Linked DNA regions of Rattus norvegicus: region 1 is linked to region 2. Evidence: chromatin contacts called from public Hi-C data. All regions are on one chromosome and are shown on one strand. The core of a region is the stretch at or near the end of the contact, and the rest is flanking DNA. Distances in the headings are between cores, read along the strand shown.

The links. Hi-C and Micro-C count contacts between places; a contact is called where the count stands out from the background.
Region 1: a contact with region 2 is called in a Hi-C map of frontal cortex, with 1.6 times the contacts expected there. The contact joins the promoter of Puf60 here to the promoter of Gfus in region 2. A contact is called at or near these places in 1 of 12 Hi-C or Micro-C datasets (frontal cortex) and 1 of 1 datasets of contacts at active chromatin or transcription factors (oligodendrocytes).

What each region holds. Positions count from the first base shown.
Region 1 is chr7:109,672,287-109,675,707 of GRCr8, reverse strand. It overlaps Puf60 (poly-U binding splicing factor 60), which reads left to right and starts at 1,294. Exons shown (of 11, transcript NM_001399392.1): 1 at 1,294-1,356. The coding sequence starts at 1,333. It overlaps LOC102548315 (a long non-coding RNA gene), which reads right to left. Exons shown (of 3, transcript XR_005487508.2): 3 at 1-3,421.
Region 2 is chr7:109,495,925-109,499,383 of GRCr8, reverse strand. Gfus (GDP-L-fucose synthase) reads left to right here and starts at 1,722. Exons shown (of 11, transcript NM_001127455.2): 1 at 1,722-1,756; 2 at 2,414-2,571; 3 at 2,934-3,048. The coding sequence starts at 2,426.

The sequences.
Region 1 (3,421 bases), core at 45-2,544, 180 kb before region 2:
GTCCTGAACTGTGTAGACCAGGCTGGCCTCAAACTCAAGAGATCTGCTTCTGCCTCCTGAGTGCTGGAATTAATGGAGTATGCCACCAGCACCTGGCTGTTTTTTCTTTTTTTAATTGGGAAGAAATCTACGTTCATGGTCTTTATCTTCTTGTTTTGGGGCTGCAACAACTTTGGGTATCTTTGATGGTATTGCTTTCTCGGTTTCTAGTCTTATTCTTCCATTTCCTTTATTGCCTTGGTTTCTTCTGTGTCATATTTCCTCATGCTCTTGTGCTTAAGAGTGAGACGCTAAGCTGGGTCTCAATGCTTTTTTCCCAGAGTGGAGGTTATGTCCAGCCACTGTTGGCAGAGCCAGACCTACTAGCACCATGTAGCAGGGATAGAAGTCTGGAGGCACCTACATTTTTTTCCCTATCTTTACTTTTTTCAGAGAATTCTAGACACAAACATCACAAACCAGTCTGCTAAGGCCCTCCTCTGGTTCCCCAACATTCCACTTCTCTGCCCACTTAGGCTTTCAATAGAGGTCTTGCCTGTTTAAATGTGGTTCAGAAGGGGAGGGAAGTATCCTGCCATATTTTGCTAGAGATCTCTATATATAAAATTCTGAAAAACACAGGGTTGAAAAACAGAATGGCTTAGCTTGAGGGTGCTTGAGCTTACAGATGTGGTTGGTGTCTTGCAGGCAGCCTTAGGATCTTGGTACTGAGTGAAGCTCAAGGTAAACGTCAGAGCAACTCCTCGCAGCACAGATGAAAATAGATTTATTCATAGCTCAGGACTCGGGGACTAACGTGCACATTTATGTCCGCAGGACTGGCTGGGGAACCATCTTTTGGGTCTATCTGCAAGTCAAACGCTCTAAAAGGCTACTTTCTCACTAGGACAGGTCATATTTCAAAATAAATGAGGACTCTTGACTTTAGATGGATAATGCAAAGGCGATGGATGCATCAATCTTTTTGTCTTCTGCCTCAGCTGTCTACGAAAAGAAGAAATCGGCCTCTTTCTCGCTCTCAGTGAATGAACTTAAATGGAATAGGGTGCTAGTAAAATAGGCAGACGGAACTGATTTAAAAATGCTGACCACGCCCCCCCTCCCCGTTCCCCCAAACGCGGGAGGGCTCTCCGGGTCTCCACTTCACTACCCCGGCCGATCCGTTCTCCTCCGGAACATTAAATGCCTGCTCCGCCCCGGAAATACGTTCCGGTCTCCACTCACGTAGCTAGGTCGTGTATCGCGAGAATTCCGCGTCCGGCGCCCAGATCGCGCGAGACTGCGGAGGGAGCTGATGCTTGTGGCGCGCGCGGCGGCCGCGACGGACGCAAGATGGCGACGGCAACTATAGCTCTCGTAAGTGAATCCCTCGCGGCCGGGAGCGGCCGTCAACTGGTAGGAGTGAGTCGTAGGCCGGAACAGGGTGCGGAGGGGCCCCTGGGTGCGCATTGGCTTGACCCGGCCTCATACGGGCTTTCTGGTGGTCACCGGCACGCGGGGCGGAGGCGGAGCGGGAGCGCGCGGCTGTGGCTTGGCTGCAGCTTCCGGCTCGAGGACTTCAGTTTCCGGCAGCTGGGCGGGGTGGGCCGGCCGCGGGCTGCCCAGCTGGATTCCGGCGGGGCGGTCCTCTTTTTGCTGAGGCTGGGCGACAGTTGTCTAGGCGTCTGGGAGCCCTGGCGCCTGCTCCAGACCTGCGCGACTGCGCCCCTTATTGGGGACGCGGAAGGGGCGGGCCCACTGGCACTTGCTCTACGCCATGGTGCACAGAGAAACGGGTTTCCCATTCTATTACCACTCAGGAGGGGGAAAACATCCTCCACACCTTTCAGACAGTCTTTCTGTCCCTGGCTCTGTTGGAGAACCCCCGTCAGTGCCTACCTCCGTCACTGGTCTGGTGGGCATCATAAGACACTGCTCACCCCTTGTTTTGTTCAGCCCTGCTCAGCGTTTTCCCTGGTCAGTCAGGAATGTACCAAGAGTGACTACCACAAGTCTTCCTCCCCACTTGCTTTAGGAACTACTTATCTCTTGGACCCCCATTGCAGTCCAGTCTTTTATTAGCTGCCACCCTCATTCAGAGGTCTGAGACTACTTAAGCAGATGCCTACAGGTCAGACTACGGTAGGGTCAAGTAGTGTAGACAGGCTGTCATTCCTCAGCCTTAGCTGGGGACTGCACCTTCATATTGGGAGAGGGGCACTTGCTCCAGCCTGCGAGGGATAGATCTAGTGTGTACCACTCACATCAAGGCTACCTTTTGAAAAATAACACTCCGGGGTTGGGGATTTAGCTCAGTGGTAGAGCGCTTGCCTAGCAAAGGCAAGGCCCTGGGTTCGGTCCCCAGCTCCGAAAAAAAGAAAAAAGAAAAAAAAATAACACTCCGATTCTTGAAGCTACAGGTGTAAATGGTCTTCGTGTAAAGACAACCAGAGAGTTGAGAGCTTGATGGCTGCTCTTAGGTGACTGTCAGATGATAGAAGAAGGGGGAGGGCAGAATATAAAATACTTTGAACAGCACTGGTAGAGAGCGGATACCTCATTTTTGGGTAGCCCCTGATGACTGAAAGGTTAGCCCGACACTACTGAAAGTTGGTGTCATTGTTGAGATGGGCTCAAACAGTAGTCTCACCACTGAAGCAGCTGGAATAGTCTTTGCCAGCATCTGACCATGAGTCCCGAGAATTGTCTGTCTCTTGTTTTGCTACATCCACAGTGCTCAGCACAAGCTTGGCTACCCAGGAAGTAGCACTATACCCTTGAAGGGACCTGAACAGATGGAAGACAGCGTCCTTCAGCCAGTCCTATTCTTGGGGCCTGGCACTGCTCTCAATGGTACTAATATTGCTAGAACCTGTGGCTTGCTTTCCATATGCAGAGTCTTAAGGGACTTCATGGAAAATGATTCCGTAACTCTTGGCTGCTGCCTGAAAGATAGGCCATGCCCCTGCATAAGAGGAGATTCAGGGACTTGGGGATTTAGCTCAGTGGTAGAGCGCTTGCCTAGGAAGCGCAAGGCCCTGGGTTCGGTCCCCAGCTCCGAAAAAAAGAACAAAAAAAAAAAAAAAAAGGAGATTCAGGCCTAGATTTTAGGTGACTTGCTCAGGTTATTTAATATGCTTTGTAATTGAAGTAACTTTTTTCTGAACTGGTGAAGGGCAGAGCTTGGCTTGCATACCTGAGACACTCAGCTTCAAACCCCTCAAGGGATCTTCCCCTCTCTCCATGCACCAAGGCTGAGACGCATATTAGTGTGACCAGCTATGATAACAAATGATAGTTTTCTCTAGGCTCTCCCAGTGACTGCATAGAACAGAGTGTTAGACTCTATTGGAGAACTCTGCTGTGGTAAATAGGCTAAATTGGGTCCTATGTAGTATCCACAGGTGAGCTTTCTCTGGGATTGTGCACGTGCATTGTCTGC
Region 2 (3,459 bases), core at 473-2,972:
AATTTCTAGACTTTGGGGCCTGGCCCAGGTCCCCATAGCAAAAACCATGAGTGGTTTCAGACAAGAACAGCTAAGAGTTACCAAGTTATAGAAAAAGCTGGAATTAAATGAGCCTATGTACTATAAGAATGTGTTAACATCAGAATGGAAGCCTGCAGAAGTCTTACGTTGGGGACACAGGTTTGTTTACATCTCTACAAGAAATGATACCATCTGAACTTATGAAGATTAGAATCGAGCAGGAGAGGCATCCTGAAAACCATGGCTACTGATCCAAAAATTGCTCCATGACCAATGCAAGTCTTATAAAGGACAACATTTAATTGGAGCTGGCTTACAGGTTCAGAGGTCCAGTCCATTATCATCAAGATGGGAATAGGGCAGCATCTAGATAGGCATGATGCAGGCAGAGTTCTACATCTTCATCTGAAGGCTGCTAGCGGAAGGAAGACTGACTTCCAGGTATCTAGGACTAGGATGTACAAGCCCAAACCCACAGCGACACACCTATTCCAACAAGACCACACCTCCAAATAGCGCCATTCCCTGGACCAAGCATATTCAAACCATAACAATACGGTTCCAACGAAAACCACTGGGTCTTCCAAATTTATTATTGTCCAATAATTCTGGTGTTAAGGAAAAACACAAATGTTCTCTCCCCAATCATTTATTTGGCTTCCAGGGGTGGGGCCAGGATTGAACTCAGGGCTTGTTAGCAAATGTTCTGAGCCATTTCCTCAGCCTGTGTTTTGTTTATTTTTGTTCGTTTTGTTTTATTTTGTTTTGAGGCTGTGTAGCTCTGGCCACCCTGGAACTCACTTTGTAGACAGGCTGGCCTCAAATTCAGAGATCTGCCTGACTCTGTCTCCTGAGTACTGGGATTAAAGGCATGCAACATCATACTCTGTGTTTTTAAATCTGTCTCTTTTTAAATTAATACTACCATCACAGTTGATATACATACAATTAGCTAAATTCAATCATCTGCAGTCCTACTTACCTTCTCATAACCGATATATTTTTTTAGGTTTTTTTTTTTACATTTATTTATTGTTTGTATGTGTGGGTGCATATATGGGACAGTGTAAGCATGAAGATCAGAGAACAACTTGTGGAAGTCAGTTCTGGCTTTCCAATAAATGGGTCAGAGTAGATCAAACTCAGGTGAACAGGTTTGGAGTCAAGTGCTCACCATCCCAATATGTGCCCCTTTGGCTGGTATTTTAATTTTTCATTATGAAATACACTTTAAGATGTTGCTGAGGTAGAAGAGATTTTATTCACTGCTTTAAAATACTCTATTTACATAAACAAATCGCGTCTTCTGTGAATTCTTGACTGGAACACACAACTGGTGAGGGATGCCGACTCAACCATATGCGTGGCCACTCAAAGACATGCAGGAGGGCTAATTGGAAGTGGTCATCGTTGCAGGATAAGAACTGGAGTTTCCTGGCCGGTCCACAAGTCCCTTGCGGGACCTGTGTCCTTTGACCACCAGAGTGTGTCTAGGTGGGCAGCTTGTCCCCTGCATTGCAGTTCCGGCAGTCAAACAGGGCCACCCCACCCGGGTCCAGGGACGGCGGTGTAGTACAGAAAACGTTTCCCAGAAGGGCCCGCGCCTCACTGGCGCATGACAAAGACTACATTTCCCAGAGTTCCCCGGGAGGGCCTCGCCCCCTCCAATTGAGCTGGGAGTAGCTGGAGAATTGTGCACCGGAAGTAGCTCTTGGACTAGTGGAACCCATCGCAGGTGAGACTTACAGTTGGATACGGCGCAGCAAACCAGGGACCTCGCAGGCTGGTCAGGGCCGTAAGAGTGCGTCTCGCATCGTGGGTCTGAGTGGGGTTGGGCTGGGTCGGGAACTAAGGGGTTTGGGGGCCGGGCCCTTGCTCATCTGGATAAGAGTGAAGCCATGCTGCTGGTTCAGAGCCCCCCTTACAGGGACCGTAACAAATTTCCAGCGTCCCGAAGCCGTCCAGTGGTGCACCCTGCCCTAGAAGAACTAGGTTTTCCTACGTCGTAGGCTATCAGCTCAGTACTTGTGAATACGGGACTCCAAGCATGGGCACCTGTAGGGTGAACGTTGGGGAGAAGCAGCTACTACGATCTGTGCAGGGTTCTGCCAGCCCTAATTTTGTAGTCATAGGGATGAGGTGTACGTTTCCTCTGCCTAGTAGGTTCACGGGTTGGGACCAAGTTGCTTTGTTTGGACGGCAGCCAGCAGGAACCTATAATGCCCAGGGCAAAGGACTTCCTGGGGGAACAGAGCTGGGTGTGTCTGTCAGCCTATTGTCGCTCCTCCTTGGGAGTTTTGATTCTGTACCTCCTGGCATTGGCCAAGGAGAATGGGGTAGGGAAAGTGGCACCTCCTATATCCTCCTTAGTTCGTGTCATTTTGCTCTTCAGGTGCAGACCATAATGGGTGAACCCCACGGATCCATGAGGATCCTAGTAACAGGGGGCTCTGGACTGGTGGGCAGAGCCATCCAGAAGGTGGTCGCAGATGGGGCCGGCTTGCCTGGAGAGGAATGGGTGTTTGTCTCCTCCAAAGATGCAGATCTGACGTAAGTTGGGGCCATATTCAGACCCAATCCTTCCTCTTGGTTCCCCTTCCAGACTGAGTAGTACACTGCAGCGTTTGTTCTTGAGCCTAGCAGTAATCTACCCCGAGTTTGGGTCCTCCCTACCAGGTGACTGATCTGGCTGTGGTTGATGGCTGTGTTCTAAGTAAACATCCTCCTATAGTTCCGGGATTCCCACAACCGACAGCTGCTAAAACCCTGAACTTTGAGCCACTCGGCCCTTTGGTTGCCCCTCCAGTTCCAATCATGGACCCATTCAGTTTATATACTCACTGCCCAAGCTCTTAACTCCTGATTTCCTCAGGCCTCCCTAGGCCCACCCCTGACATCCTGGCTTCCCTCAGGGATGCAGCGCAAACCCAAGCTCTGTTCCAGAAGGTACAGCCCACCCACGTCATCCATCTTGCTGCAATGGTAGGCGGCCTTTTCCGGAATATTAAATACAACTTGGATTTCTGGGTAAGTTGGAGTGCTCAGGGGCAACGGGTATTGGGAGCCAGGAGCTTAGGTTCTTGAAACTTCCACAGATTTACCCCCAAGAAGCCCCTGAGGGCTGGTTTTGCACAGCCCTGGGGACATTTGGCTAAGTGCTGACCTGCAGGTGGGAAGTTGAAAGAAGCTAGCACATCATACTATGTGTCTGGGACTGAGCTTGCTTGGCTGACAGATTATCTGTCTGTCTGTCTGTCTGTCTATCTATCTATCTATCTATCTATCTATCTATCTATCTATCTATGTAATGTGCGCTGGTGTTTTGCTTGTATGTATGTCTGTGTGAGGATGTCTGATCCCTTAGAACTGGAAGTACAGACAGTTGTGAGTTGCCATGTGGGTGCTGGGATTTGGTTCTCAGGAAGAGCAGTCACTGCT